Linked DNA regions of Mus musculus: all the other regions are linked to region 1. The links are chromatin contacts, called in public HiChIP or PLAC-seq and promoter capture Hi-C maps. All regions are on one chromosome and are shown on one strand. Each heading gives the region's core, a stretch centred on a gene start, on an enhancer-like site or on the middle of the called end of the contact. The rest is flanking DNA. Distances are from core to core; before and after follow the strand shown.

Region 1 (2,813 bases), core at 205-2,704:
GAGTCCCCTGGAGCTGGAAGTTACAGGTGGTTTGTGAGCAACCTAACATAGGTGCTGGGAACCAAACTTGGGTCTTCTACAAAAACAGTAACTGCTCTTAACTGCTAAGCCACCTCCAGCCCTTACAAAGCCACATTCTTTATTCAGCCACCACAGGTACCCTTTCCTATGTTAGGTTAGCAAGGGTGGATCCTAGTGCCTGGAGCCTGAGCTTCGTGGCACCAGCAGGCTTTCAAGAATAGGTCTCAGGCCTGCCACACTGGGGGCTCTGAGGACAGTTTTTTCTGCCTTGGAAGATTGTGGGAAACTCTTTTCAACCTGTGGCATCCTGGCTCAGAGCTTCAGCCCTCTTCATCTGGTGGAAATGGAAAACTGGGCAGATTTAAAAAAAGGACCAGGTCCTCACACAGACAGACCCATCCCTTGGCTGCAGTTCATTGTGCGACTCCACTGAACCGATGGACTGAAGGCACAACAGGTGTGGTTTGCACAAGCCTTGCAAGCCCTGAGATGCCTCACAGCAGGTTTGGAATGATTGATTATGTTATGAGCTGTGGTGTTTCTACTGCACGAACCGAAGCATGATGGTTTAATTATAGAAAACAAAGAATTTTAATATTTCCCTATCATTCCTCAGCATGTATTAGAGTGTCTAGATTATATTGGACAAACGCATCCACCTAATTAGTATGCAAATCTGCTTTTGTCTCTAGTCAGTGGTAAAATTGTGTGTATGCCGAGTTTTACAATAAATTCTTTTCTGATTCACTTATCAGTAAATGTTTGATTCGTATGCCTATTTTAGATACCTAGAGTCGCTGAAAAACTTTCTGAGTAGGATGGGATTGCTAGTGGAGAAAGCTTAAGAAACCTTGCTTAGGGTCACCTGATGTCAGTGTCATTGCTCCTCCGCCCCCAACCCCTTCAGCACAGGATCTTCAGGACTTGGGGTCTCTGGTGTGTTTCGTGTCTCAGTAGCTATGTTGGTTCCACGATCAAAACTTAGTCCAAGATACTGTAGGGGGGTCCCATTCTGCAGAAGCTGATTCAGATCAAAACTAGGTTATTAAGCATTCGGAGAAGGGCATCAAACACACCGGCAGTCCCAGGTACACTCAGGACAGCGCTAGTACGCACTCCTGCTTCAGCCTGCCAATTGTTGCCTCGGTTCGAATCCGCTGGGGGCGCGGTCTACACCACCTGTGGCCTCCAACCCGGAGTCCAGTCTTCCCACAGATCTCCCGGTAAGTCGATCCTTACACTTTCTCACCTGCGTCTTGCAGCCTTAAGGCCCAATGCGACCGGCCGGAAGCAGGGACAGAAAATGCGCTTGCGCTGAGTGACAAGCTCTTAGAGAAAACCCCTGTCTCAAGACTATCTACAGCTACCAGCACCGAGTTTATACACACTGCGCTTGCGCAGGACACCCAGGCCTGGGCGGGGCGTGCTCTTCGGCCAGCTGGAGTGCTCCGCGCTTGCGCAGGTCCAGGGCGGCGGCTCAGGCTTCGGGTGGGCATCGTCTGTTCCTTTCTGGTATAGCCTAGAATTCAGCGGAGAAACGCGGCTGAGGTAGGTTTCTTAATGGACAGCTTAGACATCTGGATCGCAAGTGAGGCAGGGCAAGCTAGGCAAAAGGTCTTCCCTGTGCATGTCTCCAGCGCACTGAGGCCTCCGCCCCCTCTGGAGGCTTTAGAGTGCCCTCTCGAAGGTTCTATTCCAGCTACCCCCTCCCCTTTTCTCAGCACCGTCCGCCCTCTTCGCTCTCCTTTCGCTGCACCTCTCAATTCCCCCTGCGCACCTCCGCTGGCTCTTAGAGCCACGCCCTTCCAGGACCACGCCCACCTGCCTTCTGTATCCCGAGCCACATCCCCCATGCCTCTATATTCTTGGCCTCTATGGCCTCATCTGCTTGGCCTGGAGAACCCTCCAATTCATTGTCTTTCTTCCTCCGGGCACCCTCCCAGGCTTTTCACTGAAAATATAATTGTAAATAATTTGTGATTCTAATTATTACGAAGTAAGTATGAAGTCCAGATCTGGACGCACAACAGGCGTTTAAACAAAGAATCGATGTAATCTCAGAGCCAGTTAGGGTTACATTGCCCCTGGGGGTAAAAAAATAGAATTAAAGAACAGGAGGGTGTCGGGCATGGGGATTTCAGTTCTGCCTGTGGGTTAGGTCAAGTACTGGGCAAGGTGTTTTAATTTGAGTTTAAGCTATTAAGTGTTCCTAAAAAAAATGATACTGATTTATTCTAAGTAAAAAGAGGCTTCATAAATATCTCTTAAAAAAGGAGACTTCAGAGGAATAAATCTAGCATATTAAAGGAAGCACACAGCATTTGGATTTTTTAATTTAAAAAGCCCTCTAATGAATTGTGATGATAAAACGCCAATCCTGTTCCATTCTTAACACATACAGTAAACTGTAGCCGTGAAATGAGATTACTGACCAGGCAGTGTAACACTTTGTGCTTCTCTCTCTTCTTTCAAGTAGGCATGGGAGAGAAACTGAAGTAAAGCCCCAGTTATGAGACATGATCATATTGAACTATGGAGGCACCAGGAGAAGGTCCCTGCAGCGAGTCACAGGTCATCCCGGTTCTGGTACGTAAGAGCCACGTGTAATGATCATACAGAGGAACAGTACCAGCTTACAGGGGTGATGTCACTCTCCTTGTCTCTCAAGGTCCTGGCTCACAGGAGGATGCTTGAATTTAGAGAACGTTGAGGCAGGGGGATGGGTCTGGTCATTAGGTCCCATGCTGTGTATTGTCATGAACACTTCAGGGGACACTTCAGCATGCTTCAGA
Region 2 (2,813 bases), core at 105-2,604, 490 kb before region 1:
AGGCTGCATCTGCAGTATCATCTACCCATCCTGGGGAATATAGGTTAAGTAAATCAGGGTCACAGGTCCAGAGTCAGCCAATGCTATGTAGCCTGCTGGGGTTAGCAGACTGGAGTGCTGGTGCTGTGTATTTTCCTGACCACCCTTTATTCATCACCTCAAGATCCGCCAGGCCTGCTGACAGGGCATGGCTCTGAACCCAACCGGGAGACCTCTATGACTGTCGCTGTGTGATACCATGCATCTGCTACATGACAGGCCCCTGCTCTTTGGCTCAGAAGAGCACATCCTAGAAAGCCCAGCATGGGAATCATGGCTGCCAGTGTGTCTATTCCTGTGTCCGTCAGGGTATCCATCAATACCCAGGGACACACCAGGCCCTGCCCTGAAGGGCTTAAGCTGTCTTTATTGTGCAACCACCCTATAAAGGAAATAGCTCAGCTTGTGGAGGCTCCAAAGGCCAAGAAAAAAAGCCACATGTACAGCATGAAGCCACAGCCCAAAGCCAATGGCCTGATGCTCAGGTTGGGGCGGTGGGTGGGCATGAGATTACTGCCAGGAAGAACATGTGTCCACCATGGTGACATATACTGTAGGGCTGGCATGAGGAGGACAAAGGACACAGTCTCACTGAGTCCTAGGAGTCACTGTCACTTTTCTTTACAGACTTTTATTATTAATGATGCTGAAATTTGTAACCAAGTTTTTGTATTATAATGACTATACCACTCTTCTGGAATTTGCTCTGGGTAAGGATGGTTCTGGCTTTATCTGGAGCCCAGATGTTATCAACACACACACAGAGACACACAGAGAGAAACAGAAATAAAAAGAGACTCTTATACAAATACATCCATGTGGTTAGTGTTGACAACTTGGATTTCCATAATAAAGATCGAAAGATCAAATATCTTTTGCAAGTTAAGTATTTAACTAAGCCAAAGTGACGGCTACGCAGAAATCACCAGCACTGGAGAAAGCCACGTTTGTGGCTCACACCAGAAAGCTGGGCTGCATAGTCCCAAAGGCGGTATTTGGAATGAAACAACCAGAAATATTTCCTGGAACTTCTTTTGGGAATCACAGAGTTTGTTCACCATATATTTTCTTCTATGTTACACTGGACAGTTGACTCTGAGTGGGTAAACATCCCACACACCGTAGCAACAGGAAGTCCACAGCCCAGGAGTGTCCTGGTGCCTAGTACCCGAGAGGAGAGGGCCTTTTTCTCTTCAAGGTTCCAGAGACCCGATGCTGATGCTGTGACTCACTCAGCTTTGAGGCCCTCCCCTTCCTCTCCCCCTCCTCTCCTGATCCCTCCCCTCTTTGCACCTCCCTCCCTCCCTCCCTCCACCCTCCCTGGCTCTCTCCTCAGCTCTGGGCTCTGACTGCAGCAAGCAGAGACAACCTCTCACTCTGCCTTTCCCAGCGCCCACCCTGACCCTGGCCCACATTTGACGGTGACTCGCAGGCCAGCCAGAAACATGAGGCTGGCCCACGCTCTGCTGCCCCTGCTGCTACAAGCCTGCTGGGTGGCCACACAGGACATCCAGGGCTCCAAAGCGATTGCCTTCCAAGGTGAGTAAACTGGCTGTGCTCCCTGTGTGCTGTGTTTAGCTGCCTGAAGGCCTGAAAGTTGATGGGGCTCAATACCCCACAAGGTACTGTCCGGTGTCCCACCTCCCCCCCACCCTTTGTCTTAATCTTGTGGAGAGCCACTAAGAAGGGGACTTTCCCCTTGTCCAAGCCTGCATTCTATTTGGTTCCTGTCTTGAAGCAGCTATATAATACCCGGCTCCCAGCCAAAAGGCCCTGGAGTCCTGTCACCCCGAATCTTGCCATGCTAGGGAGATGACAGGTTGGTAAACTCCAGAGGGACTGAGCAGCAAGGGGAGCCTGGTCCATTTCTGTCCTGAGCGAATGACTGATAATCTCTCTTTGCTTGATAGCCAGCATAGGTAACCTGCCTCTTCACAACTCAGGGGGAGGTCATAGATCTGGTGGCTTTGGGTTGAGACCATAAGGAGAAATAGTCCAGTTCTCCCAGGCAGCCCCTGCACTCTGTAACTGGCCAAGGCCACTGTAACTGAGCAAGGCTCTGTCCAAGGACAGGACACCCTGAGACTTGGCTCTCACTCAGACCCTGCTGGGTGTTACCCACCAGGCAGGTGAGGGGCTGGGGCTGCACTGATCACCTGCTCGGAGCTCTGCTGGTGAGAATGGATGGTGTCTGGCCAGGAAGCCCCTGGCCAGAATGGGGATATGTGAATGGGGCCTTGTGCCCCCAGTGGGGCTCAGAGCATGGCTCATGGGATCTTCTCTGGCTCAGACTGCCCTGTGGATCTATTCTTCGTGCTCGACACCTCGGAGAGTGTGGCCTTGAGGCTGAAACCTTATGGGGCCTTGGTGGACAAGGTGAAGTCCTTCACTAAGCGCTTCATTGACAACCTGAGAGACAGGTAGAATGAGCTTGCCTTGGCCTGTCCTGTAGCTCTGTGGTCCTGGGGTGGGGGTAGGGGTGGGGGTGGGGGTGGGGGACTGGACCTGCAGGTAGAGCTGAGCCTTAACTCCACATTCCAGAAGCTGTCCAGAGCTCCATCCCATGTCTCTGCAGCTCAGAGGGACAGGAGAGAGGATGAGTGGGTGGGAGAAGGGACAGCGGGGAGAGAGGGAAGTCACCTTGTCAATAGGGCTGAGAAGACCGTTCTGAGTATAGAGTTGTGAGGTCTCCATACTCCAAACACACAGACAGGGTCTGAGGAGTCTGCCAGATGTGTAGCTATGCCTTGTGGCCAGAGTTCCCACCTGTCCAC
Region 3 (2,813 bases), core at 156-2,655, 440 kb after region 1:
ACACGGCTTGGTGTTCCATCCCTTGTAGAGTTTTCTACTGGGTCACCAGAGCAAGCCTCATTCAACCAAAATAGACTGCCTATCAGGGCTGAGGAAACGGATTTATCAAGCTGTGATTATGACAAAAGAACTTCCAGGAGTCAGCAACCTCCAGACAACTCTGTTGTTTCAGGGGTAGGGTACATAAGGGATCTTATGAGTATAGGTAGAGAGGGCTAATTGGTCAGAGCACAGCACCTAATTATCATATGGGCAGGAAGCAGAGCGGGACTTGTGTGCTGAGTCACATAGCCCTCGCAGAGAGCTCTGCACAGGGTCATCCTCCAAACAAGGTAGGGCATCTGTGCTCAGATACTCCCAACCAAGGCCATAGAAAGAAAGGGAAACCCCACTGAGAAACGGAGTCCTCCATTTTGCACCAAGCTTGGAGAGCTATCCGGGGACATGGAGGACCTTAATAACAGGCTTCTCCAACAGGAATCGTGGCAGACTCCATGAAGAGGCATATGATATCTGGAAAAATCGGCACTCAGTCTTGGGGCCCTCAGTTTCAATATTAAGCTCAGGGACAAAGTTGTCAGAATCATAAGGACAATTTTTTATTTATTATTTATTTATTTTTTGTTTTTTCGAGACAGGGTTTCTCTGTGTAGCCCTGGCTGTTCTGGAGCTCACTTTGTAGACCAGGCTGGCCTCGAACTCAGAAATCTGCTTGCCTCTGCCTCCCAAGTGCTGGGATTAAAGGCGTGGGCCACCACTTCCGGCTGGACTCAACCTTTCATGAAAGGGATCTACACGTTTCTTTCACTATGTGTATAAACAGCAAGGAACTTCCCACCTTACAACCTTATAACCTTCATCAGATATGGAAACTGCGGGAACCTTGGCCTGGGACTAATGGTACATTTCTGTTCAAAAATTACATCTAAGGTACTTCTCTATCACAGTCCAAAGGGAGCTAAAATGTCAGAGGATGGAGAAGCTAATGCTCTCAGGTACAGGAAGGCCAACCTTGTCAAATGACAGAGCTGAGATGCGAGTGACATCAAAGGCCCACAGCATCCTTTGCTTCTTGCTGGTGGTGCTGGTCCATATCTTTGGCTTGTAGGTCCCGGAGGAATACCTTAGTTTTCCCATCTGGGAAGTGGGGACGATTGGGAATTCTAACAACACACTAGATAGGGTGGGTATACCTTTGAAGACATTCTGCTTTCAACTAAACCGGCCACAAGAGGACTAGCAGCCAGGCCCTCTAACACCTCCTCTGCCCACTCAGAGGAGACCAGTTGTGTCCTCTGGCTCATTCCGTGCTAGATTCCAGTTGCAGGGCTCTTGGAACACAAGCTAGCTCCCCCTTTAGAAAGAAGGGCCAGGCTGCGGTATCCGCCCAGTGGGGGCGTGGCCACACTTGGCTTGATAGGGATCCCTACTAGCCAGCCTGGACTTTTTGATAGTCTGGCCAGTTACAGAAGTGGTTCCCGCCGCCTATGCCATGGTTCTGGAGCTGTACCTGGATCTGCTGTCGCAGCCCTGTCGCGCCATTTATATCTTCGCCAAGAAGAACAATATCCCGTTCCAGATGCACACGGTGGAGCTGCGCAAGGGTGGGCAGGGCTACGGCTTTGGGGATCTGAGAAACAGGGGAGGCAAGACGGACTTAGGGGATCTCTCTCTGTACTCTCCCCTTCCCAGGCTTTTTCTGGTTTAGAGACCACAATAGAAAGACACCAGAGAGAACCAGGGTTCAGGACTCCCGCCAACTCTGCTGTTTGTGGAATAGACGCCGGCCAGGACCTGCTGAAACTGAATAGTGTGCAGACCTAGCAACAGAAACGGGCAAGCAGTTTGGACCTAGCTACAGGGACCTCCAGAAGAGTAGTGGGTGTAGGGCATAGCTAGGAGAACAAATGTGGAGATCTGGGCAGTCACTCCTCGGATCGTTTCCCCCAGTGCTGAGATGGGCAGTACTACACAGAGCCATCCCTGCAAGTACCTTGCCTTTGCAACAGGCTCTCTCCGCCAACCTGGTCTATTGGAATTCCTTTTTGTCGTTCCTTTTCTTGACTTTCTGTTTTCCCTTTCTCTCTGCCTCTCTTTGTGCTGCGAAGAGAGAGAGGCTGCTGCATGGGGGTATGCCAGGAACTTGGAGCCTCCTCCCTGCTGGCCGCTGAGAGAGCCCTGCGCTCTGGCAAGACAGGGTTGTAGCAAAATGAAAGTGTTGCATAATGGGCTGTGGCCGTCTCCATACTGTCTCACTGCTTGTCCCGCTCTGTCTGAAACCTCACGTCTCTCTTCACTGTCACCTCTAGGTACAGTGTACTTAACCCCCCACAGGTTCTGCCCTTGCAGAGTATGGTGTAGGCCGGTGGGGGAGGGGGTGGCCCGGTGGGGGTGGGGTGAGGACGGGGGGGGGGGGGAACTGATAAAAAGATGTTCAAGTAGGCTGTTAAAAATAAGCCTGTCGAGGGAGACAGGTTCCACTAGGAAACGAAGGGAGAGTGAGAATCCCCCACTTGATCCGGGGCAATGGGAGCCACTGAGGACTGTGGGGCTGAGCGCAAGGAGGCAAACTTAGAAACTTACCTGGAGTGCATCAACAGGAAGAAAACCAATCCAGACCAGAAAGGGCTGCTAGCGGGCAAGTCCCACAAGGACCTGTCAAGCGTATGATACCTATTTTGTATCAAGGGCAAGGGGCCACCCCCTCTTCTCTCACAGGAGCCCTGCCTGCGCACCCCATTTAGGGAATAGCCCAGTCCCAAGAAGAACCATGAATTTAGTGTTCAGCCTCCTGGGACCTTGGCCCAGGCTAT
Region 4 (2,813 bases), core at 103-2,602, 390 kb before region 1:
ACAAAGAGAGGGGGAGGGAGAGAGAGAGAGATGCAAATACCATACATAAGACACTCATGCATACTTACACCTCTGGCTCTAGTCCCTCCCTACCCTCTCAAAAGACCTCCAGCACAGAGCACGGCACACAGCAATAGCTGGCACTGCCCATGAAAGGCTGGTACTGATGCTGCATTGCTAATAGTCAGGTCAGGGCTCCAGGTCCTAGGGACTGCAAGTGGTAAGTGGTACAGGCTGATATCTCTCAGGCTGGGACCTGTAGGGACAGCTTTCAGCTCCCAAGAGGTCACCTTAATGGCATTTTCCTATTCCTTAGAAGAAACACTGGTCCTCCATTACTACTTAGGCACAAGGATCCAAGACACTGTGGAAGGTGCCTTGAGCCAACTTCTCAGGTGTGAGACATCAGAAGAAAGAGATGACAAAGCTTCAATGGGCAGAGGCAGGAAGGTCCTAAAGACAAGGACCTCCAGCAATATGGGCTTACCAAAAGTAGTTCCTCCCTGGACAGGAGGGGGTAGGGGGAGAACACAGAGTGGGACTGGAAGTCAGGGGCTAGATCAGAGATTTACTCAGCTGTATGAGAAACAAGCCTCATCACCCCCACTACCCTGCACCCTTGAGAACTGCCCCGAATTGAGCCCCTTCCCTATCCCTGCCTGTACTTCTCAGAGCCAGTCCTACTCCAGGCTAGAAAGTTAAGGCCCTAGCCATAGCTTATGCACCCTGCCAGCGATGTGAGCAGACCCCACTCAAAGCCGACCTCTGGGATTCTTGGAGGAAAGGGTTATATACCAATGCCAGGGCTCCTACATCTATGCCTGGTCCTCTTGCCTCTTCAGGGCCCTATCAACTTCCAGGAGCCTCAATACCAATTCAGGGCCCGCTGAACCCCAAAGACATACGTTCTTTGCATCCCTTCACTGCACTTTGAAGTTCAACCCCACATCCCGCCCAACTTCAGTCAGAATACTGGGGGTGGGGGGAGCGGGGGAGGGAGCCCTGGCCCAACAGGATAAGAATAGCTTCTACGGGGGGGGGGGGGGGGGGCTCCTTCCTTTACGTAGAGGAGGAGGGAGCTTGAGCAAAGGTCTGGGAGACCTAGGAGTCCAGAGGCTTGCAAGGAAAAATAAAAAAGTCACCAGGCACTACAGCACAGAGATGGTCCAGCTCCAACCCTGCTGCGTGTCCTGGCCACTCCCTCCCCTCGCCTTCCTTTCCTCCCCTCCCCCAGCTCATTCCCCAGCTTCATCTTAGTCCGTCCAGCAGCCCCACCCGCTGACCCCGCCCATCCGCGGGGCCGCAGCGCCCCCCAGCGGTCGAGTTTTCCAGGCATCCGCCCGCCCGGGACAGAGTTAAAGTGGGAGGCCCCTGGCTTGGTCCCCTCCCGTTCAGTCCCGGGCCGCGCCTGGGTCCCCTCCCTCCTACCCACTCGGCGCCCGCACCTCGGGCCGTCAGGACCCGGGCTGTCCTCGGGAAGTACCCAGGCATCTTCTCCAAGCCAGGTAAGCTTCTTCGCATGGTGTCCAGCTGGGACACGCGGGAAAAGGGGGAACAGGATTCGGGGGCTGCACCTCAGGGGTCTAAGGTGAGCACAGTTCTACCCAAACCGAAGGTCCTGCCCCAGGTTCTAGTCTCCAGGTGGCCCCTAGGCCTCTGTTCGACAGAGCCTGGTTGGGGTGCAGGCTTCTTATTCTAGACTCCACAGCTTTCTGCTCACCACTGACAGACCAGATCCCTGCTCCTTCCCCAGTCCTCAGAGTGTCTCACATCTGGTCAGACCCATGGCCATTGCTAGCAGGTCTGAGTTGTCTCCCAAGGGTTAAGGAACCTAAATTGCCTCAATGGGAAAATACGCTGTGACTTGAACCTGCACACAGTCCGTTGTTAGCCTCTCCGTAGGCCCTAAGGAAGAAGGGTAGTCTTCATGGGGAAGGAAGGTAACAGAGCCACTTGAACTAGTTCCTCAGATGGACTTCAAGGGTACTCTGCGGGAGGCAGAGAAGGGAGTCTCAGGTCCCAGCAGTGGGCTAGCCAGGTGCTCTCAAGGGGACACCTCGCCATCTCGAGGTACTCCCACTGTGCTTAAGGAGAGACCAGGCAGGAATCATAAAGATGAGGGTGGACCCAGGAATAATAAAGTCTGTCACTCTTGGCTCTATCCTAGCCCTGAGACTCCCTTGGGCACTCCAGTCCCTTGGGGACTCCAGTGGGCAACCTCAGAGACACCTCTCCTATAGACAGCAACACAGCCCCCTCGTGAAGCCTGGGTATTCTGGGGGTATCTCCATACTCATCTGAGGACATGGAGCCAAGTGCCATAGAGGGACAAGGTACCAACAAGGAACATTTAAGGTCCAGATTAAGTTGCTGGGTTCCTCCCCTTCCCCCAGTTAAATAGTTCTGGCTCTTGAGGCTAGCACACACATAGCAAAGGAAAAAAAGAAACAGGGCATTTGCAGCTTCATCTCACAGAAACTGGAGGTTACACAGGTGTCTGGGATCCCTTAGAGAGAAAAGGTGGGGCCAGAGACTGGGCTTGGACCTAGGGTCCCAGGGAACAGGTGATACCAATTGGGAGGGGTTGAACATAGGGGTTTAGAGCATCCATTCTGAAAGCTGTGCTTCAGTCTTGGGAACAGTGCGTTTCCCAGTGAAATGGTGTTGGGGAGCCAGCACAGACCTTGGAAGAAGTAGTCAAGACTACTGCCACTTGGGCAGTTTGTGTGCTGGAGGGTGGGTTCCTTCCTGTCCAGCAGTGATTTGCCAGCAAATCCAGTGAGCTCTTCTTTAGAGAGGCCTCTAAGGAGGTC

The links. Promoter capture Hi-C pulls out the DNA fragments that hold promoters and counts their contacts. HiChIP or PLAC-seq counts read pairs in DNA pulled down with a chosen protein or histone mark.
Region 2: an H3K4me3 HiChIP or PLAC-seq map of embryonic stem cells shows a contact between it and region 1, with 4 times the contacts expected there. The contact joins the promoter of Col6a1 here to the promoter of Prmt2 in region 1. A contact is called at or near these places in 7 of 39 promoter capture datasets (the C10 cell line, HPC-7-derived erythroid cells, embryonic stem cells and 3 more), 1 of 15 datasets of contacts at CTCF or cohesin (embryonic stem cells), 1 of 484 Hi-C or Micro-C datasets (uterus), 7 of 115 datasets of contacts at active chromatin or transcription factors (embryonic stem cells and stem cell-derived neural progenitor cells) and 1 of 9 other capture datasets (embryonic stem cells).
Region 3: a promoter capture Hi-C map of embryonic stem cells shows a contact between it and region 1, with 5 times the contacts expected there. The contact joins the promoter of Gstt1 here to the promoter of Prmt2 in region 1. A contact is called at or near these places in 2 of 39 promoter capture datasets (both in embryonic stem cells).
Region 4: an H3K4me3 HiChIP or PLAC-seq map of embryonic stem cells shows a contact between it and region 1, with 14 read pairs. The contact joins the promoter of Col6a2 here to the promoter of Prmt2 in region 1. A contact is called at or near these places in 4 of 39 promoter capture datasets (embryonic stem cells, liver and stem cell-derived epiblast-like cells) and 2 of 115 datasets of contacts at active chromatin or transcription factors (both in embryonic stem cells).

What each region holds. Positions count from the first base shown.
Region 1 is chr10:76,236,506-76,239,318 of GRCm38.p6, reverse strand. Prmt2 (protein arginine N-methyltransferase 2) reads left to right here and starts at 1,454. Exons shown (of 11, transcript NM_133182.3): 1 at 1,454-1,569; 2 at 2,498-2,607. The coding sequence starts at 2,554.
Region 2 is chr10:76,724,585-76,727,397 of GRCm38.p6, reverse strand. Col6a1 (collagen, type VI, alpha 1) reads left to right here and starts at 1,354. Exons shown (of 35, transcript NM_009933.4): 1 at 1,354-1,578; 2 at 2,330-2,459. The coding sequence starts at 1,485.
Region 3 is chr10:75,797,176-75,799,988 of GRCm38.p6, reverse strand. Gstt1 (glutathione S-transferase, theta 1) reads left to right here and starts at 1,405. Exons shown (of 5, transcript NM_008185.3): 1 at 1,405-1,604. The coding sequence starts at 1,493.
Region 4 is chr10:76,621,943-76,624,755 of GRCm38.p6, reverse strand. Col6a2 (collagen, type VI, alpha 2) reads left to right here and starts at 1,352. Exons shown (of 28, transcript NM_146007.2): 1 at 1,352-1,505.